6 separate regions of the Mus musculus genome follow, and all the other regions are linked to region 1. Evidence: chromatin contacts called from public HiChIP or PLAC-seq and promoter capture Hi-C data. All regions are on one chromosome and are shown on one strand. The core of a region is the stretch at or near the end of the contact, and the rest is flanking DNA. Distances in the headings are between cores, read along the strand shown.

Region 1 (2,857 bases), core at 253-2,752:
TGGGGGGCTGCTCCAGACTGCCTGGGGTCAGGCTGACCCGACAGCGACCCTCCAAGCTGTAGCGCACAGTGGCCAAGGAGCGCTGTAGGTGCGCCTGGAACCAGCGCAGTACCAGGGTAGCTGAGAGGTGGCGACGGCCCTGCACATCCACACAGAAGCCTTCAGCGAAGGGTTTGCAGTCGCGATGCCACTGGCCCGTCGAGGCCCCCGATGGCGAGGGTGGTGCCTTGAGGGCGCACACGAAGCAGCTGCGGAAGGCTGGGGTCAGCGAGGGTTCGGTCCCCAGGCTCCGCGGCTCCAGCGCCACCTGCGGCGGGAGTCGCAGTGGCACCAACACGTCGAAGCTGTCGGGTCGGCGGATTTTATGCTGTTCATAGGCGCTGCCCACCTGGATGAAGTCTCCCCGGAAGGCCAAAGCCAGTGCTCCCCCGGTGATGAGGCCTGGAGACCCTCGGGCCCGGCCAGCTTGCACTAGTTCCCCCACAATCCGGCTCACATGTGCCTTGCTGTGACCTAGCACATGCGGCGACAGGCGCACTTCGTGCTCATAGTAACTCTCCAGTAAGATGCTCAGGCCTGGCTCTTGCAAGGATCTGGCTGAGAAGTTGGCATGACCACGCGGGCGGGAAGAGCCTGGCAACAGGCGCTGGCGGATGGCGTGGCGACATCGTAGGAGGATGTAGCCGAGGAGAAGAAGGATGGCCACCTTGAGCAACGGGAAACCGCTGTCTGCGCCGTCGGGGGACTCGGCCCGGGCATCCTCGCTGCTGCGTAGGGCATGGTAGAGGCACACCAGCGCCGTGCACAGCCCGGTCACCAAGGGCCAGAAGACCCGCAGGTTGAGCGTGTACCGCACGGACATGCCGGGAGACCGGGCGGCCCAGGGCGCGAGCCCGGGTGGTGTCCCCTGCCCAGCATGCGCGCAGCGTCCCGGAGGCCCCGAGGCCCCCGTGTCCTTGGCCTTGAAGGAGGCTCCCCGCTCGCAGCGCCGGGGCCAGCAGCCCCGCTGCTCTGCCTCCACTCTTAGCTCAAGTTCCCCTTCCAGGCGCCGCCCGCGCAGCTCGCTCCGGCCCCTGACCGCGCCCTGTCCCTGTCCCGCTCAGTCCCAGCCGCGCTGCCCTGGGCTGGCTTCTGCCCCGGACTCCTACCCTACCCTGGGCGGCCCTCCTGGCTCCGCCACAGCTGTGCACAGGGGCGATCGGCCGGGTTACTCGGGTCCCGGGATTTTCTTCTTTCGGAGGGGAAGGCCGCGCCGGGCAGCCGGGAGGAAATGCCGGAGTCTGGAGCCTCGCGGGGAGGGCGGCCCCCTCCCAGCCTCCGCCTGGTTCGACGTCGGGTGGCCAGAGGGACTTCGGGACTTGCGGGAGACTGCACTCCCGAGGGCTACTCCTGGGCCCCCTCCTGGAAGGCAGAACGGGGAAGGCCTGGTTCCGGGGCGGTGGCTGCATCTGATCCCGCACTTACTGGGAAGTTGCTGGAGGAAGGCTTGCAGCCCCACCGCCCGGCCCTCCCTTCGCCCGGCCCCACCCCCAACGAGTCCCGCTGGCGGCGTGGCAGGCTCGGGCGGAAGTGGCCCCTAGCTGTCTGCCGCTGTGCTGTCTTGTAAACCTCTGTAGAGTACCTACTAAGCACTAGACAGGAGCCTAAGGGCTGGGAATGCAGTTGATAGTGTGGAGGTTCTCTTGCCTGTTATTCAAGCTCACAGTCTGGTAAAACGGGACTACGAACAGAGAAGGGTGGTGATGACTGCCTCTGATCCCGAGGCTGGAGTCATGAGTTCAAGACTAGTCTGGGCTACATAGACTGTCTCAAAAACAAAGATTCCCACCAGCAGATGTTCTGAAAGGAAGCTGAATGAAGGAGTACAGGTTGATCTTCCAAAGGATGATCCTCAGAGTCCTGCCCCAAACTGTAGGGTGTCTGACGAGGTAGTGTTGGATCTGAGACCTGGGAGAGCTGGTGCAAAGCGATAATGATAGTTTTTGCAGGACAGGAGACAGGTTTGATGCCCAGCCTCACCACCTGAGTTTGATTCTCAAACCTGCATAGTGGAGGGAGAGAAGTGTTCTGCAAGTTACCTACCCTCTGACCTCCTCGTATATGCAAGCACACACACACACACACACACACACACACACACACACACACACACACACTTACTTTAAAAAGGAAAGAAAAGAAAGAAAGAACTGTGTTTTGGTTTTGGTTTGCCTTATACCTGCATCAGTCACATGGTACATACTTACTCTGTACTTTAATGCTAATCCATACTGATAAGACCTTAGTGCTAATATCTATTGCCAATAAGTAGTATCTTCTCAGATTTTCTGATACTAGAGTCCAGCCAGGTTCCAAAGATCACCCAAAGTCACACAGCCTTTGCAGAGCTGTGCTTCCATCTAGAGGAGTCAGAAGGCAGGGTGGCCAGGGAAGAGGTCCATGTGTCCTTTGGGCATTTTTTTTTTTTCTGAGTCCTTTGTGAGGACTCTTACAAACCTGGAAAGCCTGCGCTTTTTCATAACACGAAAGTCCCAGGAACAATTTGAATGTATTTGAATAGTCGTCTGTATTTGTTCACACTTATTACACCTTGCTGCTGTATAAGGGGAGCAAGGGTAAATGACTTAGAGCATATGGGATCCCAACCATAGAACCAGGATAGAGGGTCATCCCAGCATTAGTCCAGGAGATCCTGACTGAACTAGTCAGGCTAAGCAGAAGTGTGTGTGTGTGTGTGTGTGTTCACTCACATTTATATGTGAAAGCCATAAGTTAACCTTGGGTGTTATTCCTCAGTGTCATTCCTTGGGTGCTATTCCGCCTTGGGTTTTGAGACAGGGTGTCTCACTGAACCTGA
Region 2 (3,024 bases), core at 152-2,651, 250 kb before region 1:
CTCTTAAAATGTAACACACTAACTTCTAAAATACTCCACTTCCAAGCTGTTCTGAAATTAGGAGGATCTACTAGAAAGCAAGACCAACACCAAAAAGTGTACGCTTTCCATTCACGTGGCCATTCTGAACAACGGAGTGTACTTCAAAGAATACATCAACTTCTACTGAAAGACAGGTTTTATACATTTAGGAAGTCCTAGGCACTGTTAAAGCTCAAGTAGTCTCTGAATACTTGAAGCCTTTACTCAGCAAAGAATGGGAACCTACATTAAGTATAACCAGTCCATAATCAGAAAGAACTGACTAGAAATAGTTTTTCTTTCGTATTTTTCTCTTAATATTTTAAATCCAACCAGACTCCAATTCCTTCATGCAAAACGAAATTTCTCTACTCCTGAGAATACAAATTCACTCCAAAGCGCCCTGGGAAATTACTGTTTCCAGAAAAACTATTTCTGCAGTTGGGGAAAACTTAAAATGCCCCAGTGCCTGATTGTGTCGATTTCATTCACAGTCCCATAATCTCATCTTTTGGTCGACTAACATCCTGTCTAAAGTCAGAGGAAGACCTCGGTAGAGTTCTCAGCTTTTAAAATACATTAATTAACACGTGGGAGTCCAGAAGGACGCAGAGTTAAGGTGGTCTTTGGCATGAGGACTGGACGCGGAGCCGAGGAAGTTAATAGGTAACAGGGAGGGTTCCTGGACCTCAAATCTCAACTTGGAGTTAGACGGCAGTGGAACGTCCTCCTCCACCCAAGCTCAGAGCCACTGCTCCAGCCATCCGGCTGAGGCGGCCAGCCGGGCACAGAGGCCTCCGCTGCCCGCAGCTTTCCTGCCGGACCAGGCCCGGAGGACACCCAGGAAGCCGCGCCCGGCTCCAGGGACCGCGGGCCTAGGCCGCGCCTCCCAGTCCCGCGGGCCTAGGCCTCGGCCAGCTCCAGGCGAGGCTCGACGCGGTCACCCACCTGGGTTGCCAGTCATTCCAGCTCCGCGGGTACTTGGTGCCGCCGCCGCCGCTGCTCAGCCGAGACCCCGGGGCTCTGCGGCTCATTACCTTCCCCGACACGACATGGCCAAGCGCCGCCGCCCGAAGAAGCGCGAGTCGCCGCCTGAACCGGCCGCCGCCGACACTGCGATCTGGCCCGGGGCTGAGGAGGAAGCCGCGGAGGGGGCGGCGGAGGGCGGGGGAGGCGGACGGCCGTTCCGGGTTCCGCTGGAGCCCGCAACGCAGGAGCAGGAGGCGGGAGCGGCGCGGCGAGGGGGAGGCGGAGGCAGGCGAGGCGACGTCTCTTCCAGGGCAGCGCGCGGCCCGCGACGCTGGGGCCCAGGAGGACGAGGACAGCGAGGAGGCGGTGGCGGCGGCTCCTCACGCTCACACGGCCACGGCTTCCCCGCCTCCCGGCTCCGCCCGCCGCGCCGCCGCTGCCGCACGGCATGCTGGGAGCGAGGGGCGGTGCCGGCGCCCTAGGAGCCTGGAGAGGGGCGGGGCTCGGGGTGAAAGGCGGGGCTATTGGTCACAGAATATGGACTAGAGGCGGGGCTTATGACAGGGGTAGGGTCACCTAGGAGGGGCGGTGCCGGCGCGCCCCAAGCCTGGAGAAGAAGGGCGGGACTAGTTGGGGCGTGGTCTGTGGCTGCTGAACCTGGAGAGGGGAGGGGCGAAAGTCAAAAGGCGGGACCTGCTCGAGAGGCACTGGAGTTCTGAGAGCCTAGACTTCAAGGCGAGGTCCGCGTTCGCGTAGCTAAAAGGGGTGGGGCTTTGAGGAGAAGGCGAGAACTACTGGAGAGCAGGGACCCGAGCGGACCTCCCTGGGCCTCCTGAGCAGCAGCTCTGTCTGCGGGTGGTAGAGAGCAATGTGGACTCGTCGCGGGGCATCATGGGAGAGGGGATCTCCACCCCGGGTCCACACACGCCCTCCCATACACTCGGAGGACCGGCAGTCAGGTGTGAACAGGCGTCCAATGGAGGACAGGAGGGGGAGCGTGCCCTTGAGCGCTAATGCGCGCACACAGATGTGCCCTTGGCGCTCACGTGCGTCCACCTGCCTGCCACCGTCTTAAGGGAAAAAGTCAGAATAGTAAAATCGAGGAAGGGGAAGTGAAAGCGACACCTTTTCAACCCCTACCTGAAATGTCATGCAGTCCTGGTACATATTTTCCAAAAGTGAAAAACAACGCCTGCTTCCTGCCCCATGAACTGTGCTCTGTAATCTGGTTCCTTCTAGTAGTAAGAGGCCTGTTACCCACACTCTCCTGAAAGAATTCGATAAAGCACTGGGCACATTATGTGAACGCAATATACTCCTTTGTGTGCGTGTTTACATGTGAAGTACAGAGAACAACCTCAAGTGTTGCTCATAAGCCTCCAGCTACCATGTATTTTGAGGCAAGGTCTCTCTCTCACTAGCTGGCCAGAGAGCCCCACGAATCTTCTGTTTCCTCAACGCTGGCTTTACAAACGGTGACACCATTTCTGGCTTTTTTTCAGGTGGTTTCTCGTGTGTGCGGGGCAAGCACTTTAATGACTGAGCTATCTCCCTAGCTGCAGGCTCAACTTTAAAAATAGCCGAGATACACATCAAGCAAGTATTTAAACCTTTTCCACATAAAGTTTTTAGGCCATCCATCGTTTTGCCTCACAAGAGAAGTATGTATACATCACTTAAGTAATTCAAAATTGTTACCAAGGACATGGCTCAGAAAGTAGAATGCTCAAAGCAGGAGCAAGCACGAATCACTGGGTTCCATCCCCAGCACCCCATAAATGCAGCATGACGATGTGTCTGTAACCCTAGCATTCAAGAAATGGAAACCGGAAGTTGTTCAGGCTCACCTTCCGCAAACCTGGCCTACATGGGACACTGCCTACCCAACCCCCAAGAAATAAAACTATCACTAAAGTACTTAATTATCAGGCGATATCTCCCTATGAGTATATCCCTTACATTTTTCCACCATCTGATCCTGAGTATGCCCACAAATCCGTCAATGAAGGAGGATCCTGCTATTCCAAAAGACAA
Region 3 (2,882 bases), core at 246-2,745, 250 kb after region 1:
TCAACAACAATGTAAGCAAAGGAACAAAATGTTTCCATTTAAAACTGCTCTCTATATTCAGTGTTTTTCCATGGCCCTTCTCCAGTTTCTTTAAAAGATTCTTTTTTTTAGACTTAGTTATTTGATGTATATAAATATTTTGCCTGTATGTGTGTCTCTATACCACATGTACCTCTGTAGGCCAGAAGAGGGCATCAGATCCCCTGGGACTGGAGATACAGATGGTTGTGAGTTTGGGTTCTAGAAATCAAATCTGGGTTTTCTGGAAGAACAGCAAGTGCTTACCAGATAACGCATTTCTCCAGCCCAGATTTTACAGTTCTTTAGGGACACTGACAGAGATGCCACAAAACCATGGTCTTAGCATGTGGTAAGAAGAACCCTTTAGTTATCTATCCTTTCCAGAAATGTAGCCTGTTTTATGATAGTTCCCCATCATCTATTTTATACATAAGATGGGATGGGTTTGACGAATGTACGAAGGACAATTGGTCCCCTGCCTTTAGTGCCTCATAGTTGCTTCTTACCACCCAAACTGCTACCATTCTTTCAAAGGAACCACCAACAGCAGTGTCCCCTAGAATTGTACACACAACTATCCCAGAGCCACTGTTTTACAGTCCCCAGGCAAGTGGCATGCCCATTTACAGTAGATGCCCTGCTCTGTTATAGACCAGGGTCAGCGCTACAGAGAGAAAGGCTCTGAGAGCAAAGGCCAACCAAGAGCAGCCTGTCTTGCCTGCCTCACTAACTACAGCATCTGAGGTTTGCCCCGGAGACAGGGATTTTATAACCTCCTGTCACCTTAGCAGTTAGCTCAGTTTCACAGAGGAAGAAACTGGGACTCTGAAAATGTCAGTCCTAGTTAAAGTATATTCCGTTGCCTTTTCCAGAACGCATAAGAGGATGCTGCTCTTTCCATAAGGAAATGCACTTGGGAGTAGAACCAGGATGGTATGAATAGACAGTCTGCTAATTTCCCAGTCTTAATCCATTCTTATTTGAGTTAGAGTTTGACACTCACCAGCTTTGAGCATCAGTTTTCCAAAAACAAGTGATTAATGATAGATACTCCAGAAGTTTCTATTGAGAAGGGAGTGGGCAAAGTGCATTGAGTGCAGTCACCCTATCATAATTTATCCATGGGGGTGGGGTGGGGTGGGGCTTAAAACAGGAGCGCCAAAGTTCTGTGGTCAAGAACAGAACTTGCTTGCCCGTATTCGGACGTAGATTGTCAGTAGTGGGGGGAAAATGCCCAAAGTGTTCATCCTTACGAAGCATGAAGAGAACCCACACCAAACAGAATTCACTTCATAATCACTTGTGTCTGGCCCTCAGCAGGGATGGGTGTGTGCACTCCTTTTTGTCACTAGAGGGCGCAGGCGGGCCAAGCAGCCAGTGGCGTCTTACCCCTTACAAGACTGGGGGGCGGTGTGTGTGTGTGTGTGTGTGTGTGTGTGTGTGTGTGTGTGTGTGTGTGTGTGTGTGAATGGGATGGCTCAGAAGGTAATGGCATCGTGTGTGTGTGTGTGTGTGTGTGTGTGTGTGTGAATGGGATGGCTCAGAAGGTAATGGCATCTAGTGCCAAGCGAAGAAAGGACCAACACCTGTCCGTTATCCACTGACCTCCGTGCACATATTTACATAATACGAATGGGATTTAAGCAAGGCGTGGTGATGCAGGCCTTTAATCCCATCATTCGGAGGCAGACGTAAATGGATTTCTATTAACAAAATAAAAAGAAAAAATAAAATCAAGGCCGATGACGGAGCTTGGGTTTTGCCGGGCCATTGCCCGATACAACTGCGGAGGATCGGAATCCGGAGGAAGTTGCCCCTCACAATCATGGCGGATGACGGAGCCCGGGATCTTCAGAGCGGAAGCTGCCCTTCACAATCATGGCGTCTGGGGCGGGGCCGAGCTTCCCTGGATGTGAGAAAAGGGGCTGGACGCGGAAAACAGGCGATCATGTGACTGGGAAGATGGCTGTCTTTCCCTGGTAAGGAAAAACCCGCTAGTAGGCTTCGGGGAGGGCTCCTCTCAGTGGGGGTGGGCAGTCCTCCTTGTTGGGATCGGTGGCCTCCGTCCCCGCCCGGGCTGTCAGGACTACGGAAGAGCAGAACCGCTGTCAGTACTCTGCTCCTCTCCTCTGTTCCGCAGCTCCTTCACTCAGACGGACTCCATCCAAGGCTTCCGCCTCCTTGGGAGACGTTGGCACGCCTGGGAGTTCTGGGGAAGGGGATGAATTCGCCCGGAGTCTGCACCTGGGAGACCTGGTCGCTTGTTCCTTGAGCTCCTTAGACTTTCTCATCTGTAAAGTGGGACCATTCACCCTACTCTATGTAGGGTCCCCAGACACGCTTCTTTACCTCGTTGTTCAACGTAGTAGAACGTATTAGAGAGAGGACACGCCCAAAGGAGAGAGGGGGCAGTCAGTCAACTCCCCTGGCGGCTTGGGTAGACTGCAGAGAAGAGCCTTCAACTGGGTCTTGCAGGATGCATACGAGCTCACCAAGCAGGAAGGAATAGTGTGTACCCAAGTGACTGGCATACGGGCCTTTTTGTGCTTAGAAGTGAGGTGACCTTTAGGTTGTCACAGGTGATTTGTGTCGATAAAGAACCCACATAGGATAAGCGGATGATAATGTGGTTGGACGTTGGAGACCTTGCATCTCAGGGGCAAAATTTCTGCGTTTGAGCATGAAAGAAATTTGTAGCGCTAGGCCTTGAACATAACCAACATCAACCCTCTGGCTTTTTGGCCGGACACTTTAATTCACTCCACCCTGCAGACTCTTAAGTGACCACTTAAGGACACAGCACGTCAGCGTGGTGCCGTATCACACCGTGGGTTGGCTTCACCTGCTTGTGCTGGCTTAAC
Region 4 (2,799 bases), core at 26-2,525, 200 kb after region 1:
GCAGAGCTTAGTTTGCTCCTGGCACCCTGTCCCATATCTGGTGAAAAGCTGAGAAGTCCTGAGTGTCCCCAGGTATGGGAAAGGTCACAATATAAAAGCAGCTGTTGTGACACAAACCAGAAACATACCTTCAAACAGCAAGCCTAGAACAACCACATTTTCTCAGATTTACAGGTGATTCAAGATGATTCAGTGACTTCCAGGCAGACAAAAGGCTCACAGCCCCCACTCCAGAACTGGTAATTTCTCAAGACAAATGAGCTACCTTGGCGTGTAGCTGAGACATCCTCAAGGAAGATGCCAGGTAACCACTCTGGTGAGGCCAGGTAAAGAGACCCAGGTGTGAGCCTCCCACCTCCACCATGCCCACTTCCTCACGTGCTCCCACAGCACTGGCCCGACAAGAGCAGGCCTGGATGTCCTTTACCCGCTGGCTGATAGAGAGGCTGGAGTGTGACCCTGGGCCTCGGGCACGCAGGGAGGCAGTCATCCTCAACTGTACCGCAGCGTCTCTTCACTTCTGTTTTATGCTCTCACTGGAGCCCGGGCTGCCCTTGAACATGCAATCCTTCTGCTTTAGCCTCCAGAGTTGCTTGACTTTCAGGCCTGTGCCACCGTGGTAACAATTACCATTCCCCTCCTTCTTCCTTGGGACACCTCCCTGTGCGAAACTAGATCAGAATACAAGGCCTATGCACTGCTGTCCTTGAAGCTGTTGATGGCGCTGTCTTTCACTATTGTTCTCATCTTAGATTTGAGACAGGGTGTCTCAATGAACCCGGAGATCGAAGCTCCAGCTAGACTGATTCCCAGAATCTGCTGCTCTAGCCACACACATGCTACTGCGCCAGTTTGCATCCGGCTGCTAGGAATGTGAACTCAGACCCCAAAGCTCGCACAGAAGCACTTACCCACTGGCAGCCCTCAGCTGTGGCTTTGTATTTACTAGACTCAAGGCTGGACTGGCATCCCTGTCCAATTGGACATGGAAGTCAAGGAGGCAAAGAGCGCGGCTCTGCTTCTTCACTACTGTACCCTCCGCTTCCTCATGCAGCACCTGACAGCACTGTTGGCCATAGCCAAATGGCTGCCAGAATAGCAAGCTGGAAGTCGGATGGAGCTACAGTGTGCGTCTACAGCTCTAAGGCTGCCACAGACAGCTCAGAGATGTCAGTAAGCGAGAGAACAGACAAGCAGAAGGGAGGATGGGAGCTAGAAGGCCATGGCCATACGCGGTTTCCGCTGTGGCACTTCCCTCCGTCTAGTTTCCCAAGGGAGCCAATCACAAGCAGTGCAATGTCACCACTTTCTAAAAATGCTTTACAACACTGGACTGGGGTTGGGCGGTGGTGTAAGCTTAATCCCAGCACTCACTGGAGAGGCAGAGGCAGGTAAATCTCTGTGGGTTTGAAGCCAGAGGTCTGCAGAGTGAGCTTCAGGACAGGCAGAGCTACACAGAGAAACCCTGTTTGATGAGGTGGGCTATGATGCATCAGCTCTGCCACACACATTTACACGGAGAGCAAGAACTTGCTGACATATTACATGATTAATATGTTATAAATTGTAATTTACTTTTAAAACATAATAAAAAATGCTTGTCATTCAAGAACCAGAGTTGGGTGTCCAGCAGCCACATAAAAACTGGGAGACATCACAGACCATCTATAGTCCCAGTGCTCAGGAGCTGGAGAAGATCCTGAGGAAAAGGTAGCTTCTCACAGGACCAGCTCCATCAGTGAGTCCCACACATACAACATACAAACACACACCACACATACAGGTACCACACATACAAACACTACACATACATACAGCACACATACAAACACTACACATACAAGCAGTAAACAAACAAACTAATGAAACAGAGTATCTGGTTAGCCTGTTGTGAATCAATGAACCATGTCTGACATCTTCCCACACACTTCCAGCAGCTGGCACTGCTCTAACTTACAGGCCAGGGGACCCATGAGTCACAAACAACTCAGTCTGCCCACTTCTTTAACGCCTCCTTTCCAGAAAAAGCACCCAGGACACCAGAAGCCAAGAGACAAAAACTTCTAACTTACGGGGAGACAAAATCCTTCTGCATGAGGAAGGCTGAAATCCCACACAGGTACCACAAGACATTGTGCATGCTCCAGTCCAGCAAGATGTCCAACACCACAAACACAGACTGCTTCCAAAAGACGCTGTAGCGAGGCTTCCCATCTCCAGTGTGGCTCAGGCTCCAAGGCCTGTGAGTTAGGGCTGTGATTACCTTCTGATCCGTTTGTCTCATCTGAAAAGGAATTTTGGAAAAGAAAATGATCATCTCTTAAGTCTATAATTTCTAAAAATTTTAGATTTACCAAATATTCATTTGATGAGGGCCCCATAGCGACCACGTTTGCCATCTCTCACAAGTCCTTTGAGAAACAAAGTAGATGTAGGTATGCAACGCCCACTACAATTGAGGGCCTCTTCCTCACAGTCCTACAGGAACTGCCCTATCAAACAGAGAGAACCTGGCTGCCGAGGGAGCCCAGCCTCAGCGTGGTGGCAGGCATGAGGCCCTCCCTAGGTGTAGTCAGAAACACACAGCAAGTGAGAGGGAGAGAAAATGCCAACCACAGGGTCAAGTTGTATTTGTTTGTTTGTCTGGGTTTCTGGAGATAGGGTCTTCTGTAGTTCAGGCTGGCCAACCACACCAAGCCTCCTGCCTTGGGCTCCTGAAAGCTGGGGGCTACAGATGTGCTCTCCACCATGCCCAACTTTCAAAGCCACACTTTAATAACGCTATGAAGATAAGCTTTT
Region 5 (2,763 bases), core at 246-2,745, 180 kb before region 1:
CAGTCAGTGCTCTTACCCACTGAGCCATCTCGCCAGCCCATGGCAGCTTTTTCTTTCACATCCTTTTTGTTGTTGTTGTTGGTGATGATGATGCTTTAGAGTCCAGGACTCTCACTTGCCAGGCAAGCGATTGCTACTGGGCTACAGCCCCAGCCTTCATCACGTCGACTTGAACAAACACCCGTGGATCTGGCTTGTTTCCAGATAGGTATTTAGTAAATGCCTGGTTGTGATAATAGTTATCACAAACTATTTATTTTAAAATGATCACACGGCATGACTGACCTTTTTGGAATGCATATCTGTACATTTTAATACATGTAGAGATTTCTTTAGTCACCATGAGAATATAAACAGTTTCATTGCCCACCCCCAACTTCCCATTTATTCTTTTATAATTACATTCTCCTCCCTCTCTTGGTTCCTTGCAAGTTCTTATATATTCTATGTCAGTGTAGTATTGTCTTTTAAAGAATGTCATAGAGGGGCCATTGAGACAGCTCAGTTGGTAAAGGATCTTGCCCTGACAACTTGGGTTTACTCCTGAACCCTAAATCTCCTTAGGAAGGAGAGACTCCTAAAAGTTGGACTCTGACCTCTATAGCATGCCAACACACATATAATAAACTAGTGTAATAAAAATAGGATGAGTACTGTATAGGCTTGTCTGACATGCTTTGTGCCTGGCGGCTTCAAGCCCGGTGCCCCCCAAACAACAAAAAGAACCACTTGGTTTCTTTTTATTGCTGAGTAGCACTTAATACATTTTGCTTTTGGTTTTGAGTACCTACTGTGTGCCAAGGACTGTGCTAAGTTCTAGAAGTATAACAGACGACGGGTCAGCTTTAATGGATGGAGGAAGAATGTGTGCCACTCATCTATACTCATGTGCAGACTGTTATTCAGCCATAAAGAGTGAAATGAAGTCGCAGTAAAATGGGTGGAACTGAAAATAAGCCAGACCCAGGAACAAATAGCGTATGTTTTCTGTCTTAAGTGAACTTTGCATTATAAAAAGTAAATAAAGCAGGTTCCAGGAGTGTGACACACACCCTTTTGAGAGTGGGAGAATCAGCAGAAAAGGAAGGGACAAAGGGATTGAGAGTCAGATGATTTTGACACAGACTGATGCTAAAAAAAAAAAAAAAAAAAAAAAAGGGAAAATACCACAAGCCTGCCATTCCGTACAAATATTATATGTAAATTGTTTTAATAAAAAAGAGGGCTGTGGAGGTGGCTCAGAGGGAAAAGAGGCTTGCTGACAAGCCTGACGGCCTGGGTTTGATCCCTGGGCTCTTCACGGTGGAAGGAGAGGATGGAATTCGTGGCGTTTTATGGATTCCTATGAGCGCCATAGCTGGTGTGTGCTCCCCACTCCCCATTAAACAAATAATCCTGAAGAAAAGGAAAGGAATGGGTGTGGTTCCTATCAGCTTGAGGTCACAGGCACTGAACCCCAGAGTCCTAAGGTCTACAGAGCTTACTGAGTTCTGAGCTACCCAAGGTGTGGTTCATGGGGCAGCAGGGCCTGCCTTCCTCAGAGTTGGTTAGAAGGCACCCTCTGGGCTCCACTGCAGACCCACGCAGCACAGCTGCTAGAACACCATCACCTGTAGATTCTGTACACATTTTTGAGCTTCTGGCCTGATCTTACCCTCCCAGACCTGCCCAGGACCCCCTCCATCCTTGTAGGAATGAATTCAGTGTCTGGGTCCCTTCTCTGTCCCCTCGGCCAGCCCTTTCCAGCAATAAGTAGCTCAAATTGTTTGCAGTTTTTCTTAGAATAAATGAAAATTTGCTTTATGTAAGTCCCACTCTACGGGGCTGGTTCTGACTTTCAGCTTAGTCCAAAATACACCGACTTCTTCTATCACATAATCCCTCTTTGGTTATTTACAGAGCTGGTGCGCTCGGCTCCAGGCTGCACACACTCGCAGCCACAGTCTTTCTTCATATTCATGTATTTGCCCACTTTGTATATTCTCATTTGTGCTTATGGTATTGAGAATCTCAACTCAGCCAACCTAAAGAAAAAAATTACAGTTTAAAAAATAGAACTTGTGGGACTGGAGAGATGGCTCAGTGGTTCAGAGCGCTTTGTGATCTATGGTGAGGACCCAAGCTTGGACCCCAGCACCCCTGTTGGTCGGCTCACAAACGTCTGTAACTCCGGGTACAAGGGGTCAGACATCTTTTTATGACCTTCATGGTACATTCACATACATGTGATATACACTCACATAAAATAATAGTAATAATAATAACACAAGATTTAAAAGATTGAGGATTAAATGGGCTCACTGGAATTGTTCTTCTGACTGTAAGCTATAAATGATGGGAAGACAACCTCGTGTATATGTGTGTATGTGCATGTATGTGTGCATGTTCATATATGCATCTGCACATGTGTGTGGAGGCTGAGGGTGATCTCAGGTGTCTTTGTTGGTGCTCTTCACCTTATTTTCTTGTTTTTGTTTGTTTTGTTGTTAAAATATTTATTTAGAGTAGTGTGTGTGTGTGTGTGTGTGTATGTGTGTGTGTGTGCATGTGTGTGCGTGTGTGTGTGTGTGTATGTGTGTGTGTATGTGCGTGTGTGTGTGTGTGTGTATGTGTGTGTGTATGTGTGTGTGTATGTGCGTGTGTATGTGTGCGTGTGTGTATGTGTGTGTGTGTATGTGTGTGTGTATGTGTGCATGTGTGTATGTGTGTGTGTATGTGCGTGTGTTTGTGTGTGTGTATGTGCGTGTGTATGTGTGTGTGTAT
Region 6 (3,052 bases), core at 384-2,883, 220 kb before region 1:
GCCCTGGGGTCACAGGTATACTAAGGCCAAGTTCAGCTCTATTTTACAGGTTTTTAAATTTAGATACTCTCTCTTGTGCAGCAATTGCTCTTACCAGCCAAGCTATCTCCTTAGACCCCTGGAATTCTTTGTTCTAAAGAGAACATTATTCAAAGAGCTTCCTCAGCCTAGAGCTCTGTGTGTGCCCCTTCCCTCCCCCCTTTTCTCCTTTATTCACCCCAGACAAATGTTTACTGCTGAGCTATTATACATCCCCAGCCTGTCCTATTCTTCTGAGATTCATGTCCTCACAACATGGACCTTCTGACAAGTAAATGTGGCTTGGGATTGGCTTCTCAATTGAGCGCCCTTTGAGGAATTTGACAACTTGGAGGCAGAGAGTTGGGAGCTGTTTATATAATAATGTGGCCTGAAAACAAGCAGGAGCGTTTGTTCGATCGTGGGTTTTGTAGTTACTCCTGCTGCAGAGTCTCCTTCACAAGAGGAAAGCCCTTTACCATCAGCCATTTAGAGAGAAGCCATGTGCTGCTCTGTGGGCTGTGTTCTCCTCCAGCAGGTGCTTTCCGTAACTGGCTGGTTTGCAATGCTTGGGTAACTCCATAGTTTGACCAGGCATTTCCAGATCTTCCCTGGGAGAAAAGAGCCATTGGCTGCGGTTCCTAGGGGAAAACCAGCTCTGACAGCAAAGCTTTTCGAACCCAACCTGTAACTTACACATTAGGAATTGCCACAGGTGATTCTAGTTAGAAGCACCCCTCACTCCAAGGGGTTGACAGCGTCAGTACAGAAGCAGTTTAGGTCACCAGCATCCACAGAGCCACCCTAGGGTCTCAACATGCTTTCTCCTTTGGCCTCATCTGTTGAAAACCCAGATCCCAAAATGTTCTAGAAGCAGTGGTTCTCAGCCTTCCTGATGCTGCGACCCTTTAAGATAGTTCCTTGTTTTGTGGTGACTCCCAATCATAAAATTATTTTTGTTGCTATTTCATAACTGTAATTTTGGTACTGTCATGAATTGTAATGTAAATCTCTGTGTTTTCCAATGGTCTTAGGTGACCCCTGTGAAGGGGTTGTGTGACCCCCAAAAGGGTCGCAGTCCCATAGGTTGAGAACCGCTGCTTTAGAAGGTAAGGCTTTGAGAGCTGGAGATGTTAGCTCAGTTGGCAGAGTGCTTGCCAGGCATGCAGGAAGTCCTGGTTCCTCCCAAAGCATGGGGCAAACACCCAGGTGGTGGTGCATGCCTGCAATTCTAGCATTGAGAGGTAGAGGCCGGGATGGTCAGGCTGTGGAAACTGAGTCCACGAGAAGAGGACTAGTACCCTTAAGAGAGAGGCCTCGCCCTGATATAGCTACCTTTTTACATTACTGTGAAAAAATTTGAAGAGAAGAGAAAGAGTTATTTGGGCTTACAGTTTGAGCAGTCTTCATTTACAACAGCAGAGAAGGCACAACAGACTTCACACTGTGGAGAATGTGTCTAGGATTCCTCAAATTTCCACAGAGCAGGAAGCAGAGACAGAGAGGGGAAGAACTTGGGTTAGAAACAGGCTTGACTATGACCTGTAAGGCGAGGCTCTACTGATCCACTTCCTGTAGTCACGTTCCACATTGTAAGGTTCTCCAATCTTTCTGAACGGTGCCACCACGTGGAGACCAAGTGTTCAAACACTGTAAGGACATTTCGCATTCAAACCATTACCCCTACTGTGGGAAGGTATAGTACAAAAGTTATAGAAGTTAGGTCCTCCTCAGACACTGCATCTGTTGGTGTCTCGACACTGGACTTTCTAGATGGTAGAATTCTGAGAAATGAATTGCTGTTTGTAAGCCGCCAGTCTATCCCAGTCTGTAACATCACGCTGTAGCCTCCCACACAAAGACAAGCATCTACTGGTACATATGGTTCTCTGCTCCTTTGTTTATTTGTTTTGTGAGTCAGAGTCTGGACTATTGTTTGTTTGTTTGTTTTTAAACAGAATTTCACTATGTAGCCTGGCTAAAACTAACGTAGACTAGCCTAGCTTCAAATTCACAGAAATACACCTGACTTTATCTCCCAAGCCCTAGGCTTACAAACTTGAGTCATCCCTTGGGCCTTATTTGATTGACAGACAGGGAGCTCGTCTTGCAGTAGGCTTGGGAGGTGCCACTGCCCATTACTGCACCAGAACCCAGAGTGATCAGCCTAACGGAACCTGCTTTTCCTCAGGCTTTTCTGGAAGTCTGATTGCACAGTTAGTTATTATTTATGGTGGTATGTCTCAGGCTTCTCCCCATTTATTTAACTATCAGCTTAGAATGGATACCCAACTCCTTACTGACAGAATATATGTAACAGGCACAGCTACAACGGCACAGCCATGTAGTGTGTTCGTAGAGCGGGCAGAACTGGATTCTGAAGGAGCCCTGGGATCTCCTTATTGGTCATTACAGGTGACCTGTGCCCTCAGTGTTTTCTCTGGATTCCAAATTCTGCAGAAGAAAAGGGAGGCATTAGGTCCCCAACTTGTAAAAGCTGAGAAGTCCCAAATCAAACTCCAGAAAGAGTCCTACTTATCTTCTGTCTGTCTGTCTGTCTGTCTATCTATCTAGGTATCCCCCTCCCTCTCTTGAAATCTGCAACCCACAATCTTGGAGGCTAACAAGGGGAAAAGGATGAGGGGAGGGCTTCTCTTAGCCGCACAGACTCCTGGGACATCACTGTAAGCCTTTGACAAAGTTTGTACTCTCCAGCAGTAAATTTCTTTTTATTTATTTACTTATTTATTTTTAGAGACAGGGTTTCTCTGTGTAGTACTGGCTGTCCTGGAACTCACTCTGTAGACCAGGCTGGCCTCGAATTTAGAAATCCACCTGCCTCTGCCTCCCAAGTGCTGGGATCAAAGGTGTGCGCCACCACCAACCCGCTGGTAAATTTCTTTATGTTGTGTATTTCTTCACTTACTTATTTGACAGGTGGTCACGTGTCTAGGGTGTGAAACCGCTCTGTACCTGAGGACCTTGAACTTTTGATCCTCCAGCCTCCGACTTCCTTCGGAGTACTGGCCACCAC

What was found. Promoter capture Hi-C pulls out the DNA fragments that hold promoters and counts their contacts. HiChIP or PLAC-seq counts read pairs in DNA pulled down with a chosen protein or histone mark.
Region 2: a promoter capture Hi-C map of embryonic stem cells shows a contact between it and region 1. The contact joins the promoter of Smg1 here to the promoter of Itpripl2 in region 1. A contact is called at or near these places in 14 of 39 promoter capture datasets (the 3T3-L1 cell line, 3T3-L1-derived adipocytes, the C10 cell line and 8 more), 3 of 484 Hi-C or Micro-C datasets (all in embryonic stem cells), 4 of 115 datasets of contacts at active chromatin or transcription factors (effector CD8 T cells, memory CD8 T cells, microglia and 1 more) and 2 of 9 other capture datasets (adipose tissue and liver).
Region 3: a contact with region 1 is called in an HNF4G HiChIP or PLAC-seq map of pancreatic cancer cells. The contact joins the promoter of Vps35l here to the promoter of Itpripl2 in region 1. A contact is called at or near these places in 3 of 39 promoter capture datasets (the C10 cell line, cranial neural crest and embryonic stem cells), 1 of 484 Hi-C or Micro-C datasets (embryonic stem cells) and 3 of 115 datasets of contacts at active chromatin or transcription factors (memory CD8 T cells, pancreatic cancer cells and pro-B cells).
Region 4: a contact with region 1 is called in an H3K27ac HiChIP or PLAC-seq map of microglia, with 7 times the contacts expected there. The contact joins the enhancer-like site here to the promoter of Itpripl2 in region 1. A contact is called at or near these places in 6 of 39 promoter capture datasets (the 3T3-L1 cell line, 3T3-L1-derived adipocytes, the C10 cell line and 3 more), 2 of 484 Hi-C or Micro-C datasets (the HPC-7 cell line and nephron progenitors), 3 of 115 datasets of contacts at active chromatin or transcription factors (microglia, pro-B cells and stem cell-derived neural progenitor cells) and 1 of 9 other capture datasets (pancreatic islet).
Region 5: an HNF4G HiChIP or PLAC-seq map of pancreatic cancer cells shows a contact between it and region 1. The contact joins the enhancer-like site here to the promoter of Itpripl2 in region 1. A contact is called at or near these places in 14 of 39 promoter capture datasets (the 3T3-L1 cell line, 3T3-L1-derived adipocytes, the C10 cell line and 9 more), 6 of 484 Hi-C or Micro-C datasets (3T3-L1-derived adipocytes, differentiating embryonic stem cells, embryonic fibroblasts and 1 more), 13 of 115 datasets of contacts at active chromatin or transcription factors (astrocytes, bone marrow-derived macrophages, embryonic basal ganglia and 8 more) and 3 of 9 other capture datasets (adipose tissue, embryonic stem cells and liver).
Region 6: an H3K4me3 HiChIP or PLAC-seq map of bone marrow-derived macrophages shows a contact between it and region 1, with 5 times the contacts expected there. The contact joins the enhancer-like site here to the promoter of Itpripl2 in region 1. A contact is called at or near these places in 3 of 39 promoter capture datasets (the C10 cell line, the HPC-7 cell line and liver), 3 of 484 Hi-C or Micro-C datasets (Th1 cells, bone marrow-derived macrophages and muscle stem cells), 2 of 115 datasets of contacts at active chromatin or transcription factors (bone marrow-derived macrophages and trophoblast stem cells) and 1 of 9 other capture datasets (bone marrow-derived macrophages).

Annotation. Positions count from the first base shown.
Region 1 is chr7:118,490,473-118,493,329 of GRCm38.p6, forward strand. Itpripl2 (inositol 1,4,5-triphosphate receptor interacting protein-like 2) reads right to left here and starts at 1,503. Exons shown (of 1, transcript NM_001033380.3): 1 at 1-1,503. The coding sequence starts at 862.
Region 2 is chr7:118,242,236-118,245,259 of GRCm38.p6, forward strand. It overlaps Smg1 (SMG1 homolog, phosphatidylinositol 3-kinase-related kinase (C. elegans)), which reads right to left and starts at 1,402. Exons shown (of 63, transcript NM_001031814.1): 1 at 970-1,402. The coding sequence starts at 1,055. 4930583K01Rik (RIKEN cDNA 4930583K01 gene) reads left to right here and starts at 1,672. Exons shown (of 2, transcript NR_027879.1): 1 at 1,672-1,730; 2 at 2,493-3,024.
Region 3 is chr7:118,738,776-118,741,657 of GRCm38.p6, forward strand. It overlaps Vps35l (VPS35 endosomal protein sorting factor like), which reads left to right and starts at 1,496. Exons shown (of 31, transcript NM_027815.4): 1 at 1,496-2,000. The coding sequence starts at 1,900.
Region 4 is chr7:118,689,511-118,692,309 of GRCm38.p6, forward strand. Gde1 (glycerophosphodiester phosphodiesterase 1) reads right to left here. Exons shown (of 6, transcript NM_019580.4): 5 at 2,073-2,284. Among named protein-coding and RNA genes, the nearest start is that of Gde1, 15 kb to the right of the region's middle. Within about 2 kb of position 1,276, at least 18 of the 459 cell types and tissues checked have an H3K27ac peak or open chromatin away from gene starts, as enhancers often do. A contact at or near this core is called in microglia, where this site is marked.
Region 5 is chr7:118,308,461-118,311,223 of GRCm38.p6, forward strand. No RefSeq gene overlaps it. Among named protein-coding and RNA genes, the nearest start is that of Gm35083, 17 kb to the right of the region's middle. Within about 2 kb of position 1,496, at least 14 of the 459 cell types and tissues checked have an H3K27ac peak or open chromatin away from gene starts, as enhancers often do. A contact at or near this core is called in pancreatic cancer cells, where this site is marked.
Region 6 is chr7:118,273,843-118,276,894 of GRCm38.p6, forward strand. All of the region lies in intron 2 of Gm34999 (a long non-coding RNA gene), which reads left to right. Among named protein-coding and RNA genes, the nearest start is that of Gm23229, 4.5 kb to the right of the region's middle. Within about 2 kb of position 1,634, at least 94 of the 459 cell types and tissues checked have an H3K27ac peak or open chromatin away from gene starts, as enhancers often do. A contact at or near this core is called in the HPC-7 cell line, Th1 cells, bone marrow-derived macrophages and 2 more, where this site is marked.